Regions from separate parts of the Xenopus tropicalis genome. Here region 1 is linked to region 2. A link is a contact called in public Hi-C data. All regions are on one chromosome and are shown on one strand. Each heading gives the region's core, a stretch centred on a gene start, on an enhancer-like site or on the middle of the called end of the contact. The rest is flanking DNA. Distances are from core to core; before and after follow the strand shown.

Region 1 (4,419 bases), core at 1,730-4,229, 96 kb before region 2:
CAGGAAGTAGTGTGGAAGCAACATACAGAACTTTGTCCATTAATTGGCTGATGTGGCCTAACATGTATGTGCCCAGGGTCGGACTGGGCCTCTGGGACACCGGGAAAATACCCGGTGGGCCCCAGTGGCCCAGACCCTATTGCTGCTTCCTCTGGCCTCCAATGTCCACCCCTGACGCATTTCACATACGCGCGTTCAGGACAGGGGCCCCTGCGGAGGGATTTAGGGGTGTGAGGCGGGGGCCCCTGTGCGGCTGGAGGAGGCACCTTGGGGGGTGTGGGCCCCTGTGTCTGCATCCCCGGTGGGCCCTGCACCCCCCAGTCCGGCTCCGTCCTGAGTGTGCCCTTGCTTTGTTTGGTGCGCCGTGAAATCTATAATCCCAGGGGCACTTAATACTTAAAATGGCAGTATTCTACTTAAGAGTATCCAATGACACATACTACTAAAAAAGTACATTTTTATGAAAATGGTTTATATAGATGAAGTAAGGCTTTAGACATGAGCTGTTTTAGGCAATGTATTTTTTACAAAGCGAGGAGGTTTCCATCGGCCTGTTGTTACTCTGTACCCTGAATAACACGCTACATAGAGGTCTCTCCCTACAACATAACCAGTCCGGTCACATGTATCTAACATAGCCATGAGCGGAGAGAAACCCCAACAGTGTGACAGTGCTGGAACGAGACTCTAATCACGTTAACTTCTTGTAACAGAGACCAGCACGGCTAAACAATGTGTTGCCACATTCCATAATATTGTCATTGAACATGTGAAGTGGATAATTACCATCCAGGGCACTGCGCAGCATATGTGTATAGAAATGCTAGATCAAAGGGGAATCCTCGTCTGCATATAAAAAAGCCCTACTTTGCTATAATTGTTATATTGAGAGCGTTCCCATGGGTCTCGCTGAAAAATCCTTTCTCCCTGCTCGGCTTTTATGCAAAATAATGTTTTCCAGATTGCTGCGTATTATAAGAAGACAGGCTGAACCAACAAATTAAAGACGTAAATACCTTAACGATTAACCCCTTGGTGCTCAGAAAGAATACATAAAATAACTGCAAAGTTAATCCTTATCTCTCTCTCTCTATATATATATATAGTCAGTGGGAATCGCAATGTACAATTACATATACCTTACACTTTACACTGACAATAGTAAGTTTACTTAGGTTGAATAAAGACAATAGTCAACATATACTTAGATTGTAAGCTCTACGGGGCAGGGACCTCCTTCCTACTGTGTCTCATACCACATGGCACTTAAACATACATACATACATATACATACAATCAATCCCATATAGATATGTACACATACAAAAAGGTCTAGACTGGGCTTTTAAAGAACCCTGGCATTTAAAGAACAGAGAGGCCCAAACAGCCCCACCAGCCCAATTAATAGTGACTGTCTATGGCGTCTTACAGCAGCCCCCCTGGCATTTGCCTGAACCCACAGATTGCCAGTCTGGGCCTGCATATGTACATATACATGACTAATATGATATGCCAATCTTGAGGCAGGCGGTATTGGATTGATCTGGTCATTTTGCCGGAGGGCCAGATGGTTAAATCACATTTGTGGGATGTAGGCTATTGGAGCGCTTATCATCCGAATTGGATTTGTAAACCCAATTTTCAGCCAGATATTGGTCAGGTAGGCCTGTCTGAGCATCCCATACATTGGCCAAAAAGCTGTCTGTCTGTCAGCCACTTTTATCAGCCTGTGTATGGCCACCTTTAGAGCTATGCAGTGTCAGACTGGGACCCCAGGGGCCCACCAGAAAACCTAAGACTGTATAACTAGTCTCCAAACTATTTTTTCTCCTTTCTTCACCCAACCTTTATTCTCCTAGTCTCTTTTATTTACTGTACATGCTAGCATCTATTCTTCAATCTATTTCTCCTTTTTGTTCCCATTCAGAAATAGGGAATAACCAGGTCAAATTGTCAGGAGCAGGAGGGCCCACTGACACCTAGGCCCACTGGGGTTTTTTCCTGGTGGGCCAGTCACTGGACACTGGAGCAACGGCACACAGGGAGATTAGTCATCCAGCGGTTAAATCTTGGCTACTGCAGGCAACTAATCTCCCTGAAACACAACGTTTCCTGCACTTCAGGGTAGTTGCCCACAATAGCTGAGATTAATCCGCAGGCGACTAATCTGCCATTCTGCTATTGCCCTTACTTTACTGACCTTTCCACTGTTTTATTGCATTAATACTATCCACAAAAAGGACATTGGTCTTATGTGACCATTTGTGCCCAGACGTGTTTGTAGAGTTTGGACTTATAACAATGATGCCAATAAAAGTCTCAGGGAAGAAAGACAGTTGAGTTTACAAACAATGGGCATGAATAGAGCATGAATACATAACTCTTTGTTAATAGTAACAGACAATTTTCTGAAAGCGCCACCACCACAGCATTTCTCATCGGATTATCTCAAAGACAATTCCTGCTGTATCATATTTCCAAGAAAAAAATGCAACTTGTCTTATGTGTAATTATCCTAACCTTCATATAAGTGCTGCAGATCCAGAAAGACAAGAACTGTTCCTAAGATCTATCAAAGTGACTGCAAGTATAGGGTGACTTCTAGAGCTGACTGGGTGGGCAACAAGTGCAAGAATCTATACAAATACAAATAACATCAAACCATAAAAAAGGTTTCATACACATTTAGATGCAAAGTACAACTGGTTTGTAGAAGTTTCATCAGTATTGGGTATATTTTACTACAAAAATGTCTGTCTCTGTGTAGCCTGAAAAATGGGTGTGCCTGGCCCTTGGGCATTTGTTTGTTATTCACCTAATTGAAGACCTAATAAATACATGTTCTTAGGTGTAGTTGAAAACCTTTGTAGCTACAAACAAGGGTCATTGGTCAATAATTAAAAACACATTATGACAATAAAGCTGCAGAGAAAGAACTGGTAGTGTCAGCATAGGGTAGACGAGGAGTGATTTGTGACTCCAGATAATGAAGAATACAGATTTCCCAGTGTTCCACACGATATATAGCACCAGCTAATGTCACAGCAGGACATGTCAGAATGTTATCACTGCTATTTTCTCCAGAAAAGAAACAGCAAAACTGGTGCCACTGTTGCTTACTGCTTCTCGTTTGGTATGGGGCAACTGCAAGCCCGGACTGGCAATCTATGGGTTCTAAGGGGCCGCTGTAAGATGTCATAGACAGTCACTATTTATTGGGCTGGTGGGGGCTGTTTGGGCCTCTCTGTATTTGAAATGCCTAGGCCTATTTTGAATCCCAGACATGGACAACTGGATGACTGTTGTTGCTCCAGGGTATTGGAAGACATGTTATAAAGGATTTGAGCCCTACTTGAATCTAATTGTATCCATTTCTTTACAATAAAACAAGCAGATTATAGGACTGGGGTGCATGCTTTCCTATTGATGCCTGTGGACTGGATATATAAATGATGTGTTCATCAGTTATCAACATTGAATTAAAGGGGCTGTTCACCTTAAAATTTACTTTTGCTATGATGTAGAGATGTACAGAGTGATTTTGTTTTTCATTATTTAGCTTTTTGTTCAGTAGCTTTCCAGTTTGGAATTCCAGCGCCTGTCTGGTTGCTATGGTCTAAATTGCCCTAGTAACCAGATGAGAGACTGGTATATGAATAGGAGAGGCCTGAATAGGTAGATAAGTAATAAAAAAATAACAATAACATTGTAGACTCAAAAAGCAATTTCTTTTTTGGCTGCCAGGGTGAGTAGCCCCTATTTAAAAGCTTAGAAAAAGTCAGAAAAAGAAATAAAAAATACTAGGAAAATTAAAAAATGAAAACCAACTGAAAAGTTACTGAGAACTGGCCATTCTATTAAATACTAAAAGTTAACTTGGAGATGCCCAGCCCTTTAAACAAGGCCTTAGTTTAGGTTGACCTGAGCCCAGAATATGATTTACCTGTCAACATTGCTAGAAGATAAGGTACAATTCTATTTAGTAATCTGGGAACAATTAAAAATATACTCAATATATACCCTATGTGACAAAGTTCTATTATTGTACGTAGGGATGTAAAATCAGGGCAGCACAATGTTGGCAATCTTACCTGATAATGTTTTATTCACATTTACCCCCTCACCTTATCCCTTGTACAACTCCAAGCGTGTTAACCTTCCTTAAGGTCCCCGTACACCTTTAGATCCGCTCGCTTGGCGATGTCACCCTGGGGCCAAATCATCGAATTATAACGATGGGTATAGGCAAAGATCCGACTAGATTTTTTAACCTGCCCAATCGACATCTGGCCGATTTCAGGCCAGATATCCGTCGGGCAGGCTCATGGGTAGTGCCCATACATGGGCCGATAAGCTGCCGAATTGGTCTAAGGGACCGATATCGGCAGCTAAAATCAGCCCATGTATGGGGACCTTTAC
Region 2 (4,627 bases), core at 642-3,141:
TCCATAATTTGATTGCAAAGTAGCCTTTAGAATGGAAACAGGCTGACAGATGACAATTGAGCAGTGCTAATCGGATTATAAGAGAGGCGGGATTCCCTCAGGTACAATTCATCACGACTTGTCACACAACTTACAAACCTACTTGTTTCCAACCAGTACCAGAAAATCAAAATGCAATTTCAGATTCAATTTCCACTACTAAAGAGGTTAATATGCTAAAGCTAAAGATCCTGTTCTCTCCTTGGCTGTTTAGTGTTTTAATCATTTAATCAAACTGTGCAGTTATAGTAAGTTCTTGTGGCAAGAGACTGTACTATGTTATGCTTCTACCACCCTCCAGCTGCAGTTTCTCCATTGCTGAAATGATTGCTTTACTATTTGGCAAATGCACCAATAAAAAATTCTACATTTATTCTATATTTAAATAGTACATTTTTACAATTTATCATATGGATATATACTCTAAGGGGCACATTTACTAATCCCCGAACGTCCGAAAAGTGTCCGAATGTGTTTTTTTCGCAATGATCGGTGTTTTGCGACTTTTTTGTGAATTGTCGCAAATTTTTCGAGCTCAATACAAAAAAGTTGCGGCAATTCGCTAAAGTCATAATGGCTATGAAAAAGTCGCGACAATTCACGAAAGTCATAATGGCTATGAAAAAGTTGCGACAATTCCCGAAATTTGTAATGGCTATGAAAAAGTAGACGATTCGCGCAAGTCATAACGGCTACGGAAAAGTCGCGACAGTGACGAAAAAAATCGCAAAAAATACGAAAAAGTCGCAAAATGTTCGTTTCCATTCCGATTTTTTCCCATTCGGGATTCGGATTCGTGGATTAGTAAATCAGCCCCTAAATGTTTTTTCCAAAAAAAATCACAGTCAGTGTTTATAGATAAAAAAAACTATTTGTGCTCTCATCTCAGGAAATGGGGGTTCTCCTTTATTGTGGGACAGGTAAAACTACATCGAAGAAAGAATATCTATCTGTCTAAAGGTGATCATACATGGACTGAATCATGCTGTGGTCCAGTCAATTGGCCTATGGTTTAAATGAACAGGTAACTTACAATGGGCCATTCCTTTGTGTATAGCCATCTTTGTATTGTTCAATTCATTTGGGCTGCTCCCCCCCCCACCTCAGAACAGTAATTAAGTCAAATAGAGCCTGAACCCAAAAAGTCTGAAAACAATTAATTCAACTCTTCAGTAAATTATAGTACTCTACCCATAGTGCTAGTATATATGTAACATAATTCATTGTCTCCATTTTGTAAAACTTTCTTTTTTTACTTTTGCCCTGTCACAATCTGTCAAATAAAAGGGCACATTCAATTACCCTGGCGTAGTGAGCAAAGTGCAATATCGGACACAATTGCCATGTTTTTTTCCCACAATACATTGGTTGTTTCAAAAAGTCAACTGCATTGTGCCTGGTGCAACTGCATCCAATTCGTCAAAATAGATGCAACTGCATGTCCACTTTGTTGCAAATCGGGTGTAGTTCAGAATGTGAGTGATGCCTGAGGTACAACTGTATTGCAGCAATTGAGGCAGGGCACTGAGGGAACCCTGGAGCAACTGGGTAGTGGTAGCTCTAGGGTTCGCATAGCACAGTGAGCTCAGTTTGGAACGGAAGGCAAGAAGGACCAATACGCACTGAAAGCAACTATACAGAAGTACACAGAGCACATTTGGAAGCAAGTACCTTTAATGAAGTGGTTTTAGATGCAACTCAATGAGGGGGAAAAGCACAAGTTTCCAACCGCATCTGTGGACGTAAATGAGCCCTTGAGTAACATTGATAGAAAGTATTGCTCAATTTGTTCAAACCATGTGAGAAGGTGCATTAGCACGTGTCTTTTTAGTTTGGGCAGGCCGTACTAGGGGAGCAGGCGAGATGCTGGGTCAGCAAACAAAAGAACACAGTGAAGCACAATTAAGGCACTCACAGAACACTTAACTGGAGTAAGAAATGTAATGTAAGGCCGGAGGAGCAGCAATATCAAGGTTACAGTAGTCTCAGACTCATACCTGTTGGACAGCATGAGCAGAAATTGCCCAACCAAATTTGAGCACAGACTCCAAATCCAGAAAGAAATGTCACAAAATGTTTAGCACCTTTATTTCATTTTCGAGTAGCTATAATTTGGGGCTTACATTTTCTCACATTGAAAACATCCAAGAACATTTTTCAAGAAATGAGCACGGTTCCCATAGACTTTAAACAGCACCTTGAGATCCCTCACGTAAGTGCACTAACAAAGGTTTTATTTCCAACAAACACTGAGGAGCCTGTTGGCTAGAATGGATCTCCGTAGGTTTGTGCTCCAAAATTCTTTTGCTGAAATGATGCCAGTGAGAACACTGATAAATATCACAGAAAGCTCTATCGACGGGAGAAATGGCCATTTTCTCTTTTCATTATTTTCATGAATAAGCTAAATATCTTGATTGGAAAGTACATTTAGGTGTATCAGCGTTTCCTAGCTTTTCCCTGGTACATTCGTTAGTTTAGAACGTAGCTTACAACTTATTTCCTGTCATTCACCCAACTTATTTCTCAGCCTAAAATACCTAAAGGAAAGCACAATGCTGGATCCCAAGGGCTTTGACCTATTGTAATAAGAATGTCAAGTAACACCGAATCCATCAACAACCATGTTTTCTCTATGAGCTACTTAACATCTGCATATTTTCCAGCCTTCATTATTTTTGGGTTGTTTACACTACTGCTACAGCCGACAGAAAAAGGCAAAAAAAGGGTATGTTTGAGTAAATCTCTTTTCTAGTCATAAATAAACTAGTCATAAATAAAGCCAAGCTACTATAGACCAGTAAAGCTTACATCAGTAGTTAGGAAACATTCAAAGTGATTAAGAAAATGCTCTTCATGAATAAGTTATAGACAATAAATTGATTACAGAGAATCAACATCATATTTGAAGGATTGGTTGTGTCAAACAAATGTAATTAGCATCTATGAGGAGCAAAGTAGCAAATGAAATCAGGGCACAGCTGTTGATAAGATATCTATTGATTCTGCATCTGATACTGTTCCACCTAACAGACTGGGACATTTAGGGGACTAGAGGAAAAGATCTAGACTGTATATGGCAAAGTGCAGGTTCAGGTATAGGACCCGTTATCCAGAATGCTCGGGACCAAGGGTATTCCCGGATAAGGGGTCTTTCCGTAATTTGGATCTCCATACCTTAAGTCTACTAAAAAATGAATAAAACATTATTTAAACCCAATAGGATTATTTTGCATCCAATGAGGATTATTTATACCTTAGTTGGGATCAAGTACAAGATACTGTTTTATTATTACAGAGAAAAAGGAAATCAGTTTTAAAATTCTCACTTATTTGATTATAATGGAGTCTATGGGAGACAGGCTTTCCGTAATTCGGAGCTTTCTGGATAACGGGTTTCCGGATAAGGTATCCCATACCTGTACTTGCAAAAATGGAGTTTCACAGGATCAGTAATAGGCCCAGTTATTTGTGGTCACTTTATAAATAATATTGAAGGTCCATAGAAAAAAGTCCATATATGCAGATGACCAATACTTATGTAAGGCTCAGAAGTGTTGAATGTTCAGGGGATCTAAAATAGACCCTGGCATTCCAAGTACACAGAGGACCAAACAGCCCCCCCAGCCCAATAAATAGTGAGTGTGTATGGCATCTTACAGCAGCCCCTCTGGCATTTGCCTGAACCCACAGATTGCCAGTCCGGGCCTGACAATGTAAAACATTAGTAAGCTATTTTAAATGAGTGACCATTGGGTAAAGATTAAAAAGTAGTAGGGTGACAAGTGGGGACAACCATGATTGGTTTGACAAAGTAACCATACCTACAGAGTCTAATTAAACAGTGACCTCCAGTGGTCAAGTAATTAAGAAAAATGATGGAATGCTCAGTTAACAACCCTATCTAAACCTGGCTAGACATGTAAAGATCTGCTTGTTTGATGACCTCTTTGCCCTCTTTCCAGTTCTTTGCCCAATTTGGCCACCCAAATATGAGGCGAAATCAGACTGATCCATTTGTTGGCCAGGGGGCCAATGATTGGTTCCTACAGGGACCCATTAGATGAGGACATTGATGCGGTCCTCTCCTAATGTGATTTTTAAACCTGCCCAATAGATATTTGGTTGACTTTTGGCCAGATATTGGTCGGACAGGCTGCCCTGAGTGCCCTTTACTGATTTAACGATTGATATATCTAAAGGTGAAAAGGTCTTGGAAGCCAAATTGACTGAACTGAGAGGAAGCAGCGAAGGGATCTACTTTCTTAGCTTCACCTGGGTAGCTGGCTTAATGTTAGGTTTTGAAGACAATCATCAAAGCATAGCGGCTCCGTTCTACTGACCACTGGGAAAACTCTGGCAGTATTACCTAAAATGATATCCTGCCCCTCTGCGTTTTAACCTCCAGGCCTCGTTTTCCTCTGTAATATGGATAAACTTTGAAATTGAGTATTATTGTTAGGTACACAGCACAGAGATAGTTCATCATTCATATCATTCTTAATCTAGATTGTCTGTGATATTAAAGTTTATTCCCTCAACAGAGAATGAGTCACAAAATGTCATCACCTCCAAGAACAATGTTTCC

Evidence for each region. Hi-C and Micro-C count contacts between places; a contact is called where the count stands out from the background.
Region 1: a contact with region 2 is called in a Hi-C map of gastrula embryo, with 2.1 times the contacts expected there. The contact joins two enhancer-like sites. A contact is called at or near these places in 2 of 5 Hi-C or Micro-C datasets (gastrula embryo and neurula embryo).

The regions. Positions count from the first base shown.
Region 1 is chr4:135,357,736-135,362,154 of UCB_Xtro_10.0, reverse strand. No RefSeq gene overlaps it. Among named protein-coding and RNA genes, the nearest start is that of gata2, 56 kb to the left of the region's middle. Within about 2 kb of position 2,979, at least 4 of the 11 cell types and tissues checked have an H3K27ac peak or open chromatin away from gene starts, as enhancers often do. A contact at or near this core is called in gastrula embryo, where this site is marked.
Region 2 is chr4:135,260,850-135,265,476 of UCB_Xtro_10.0, reverse strand. No RefSeq gene overlaps it. Among named protein-coding and RNA genes, the nearest start is that of gata2, 150 kb to the left of the region's middle. Within about 2 kb of position 1,891, at least 2 of the 11 cell types and tissues checked have an H3K27ac peak or open chromatin away from gene starts, as enhancers often do. A contact at or near this core is called in gastrula embryo, where this site is marked.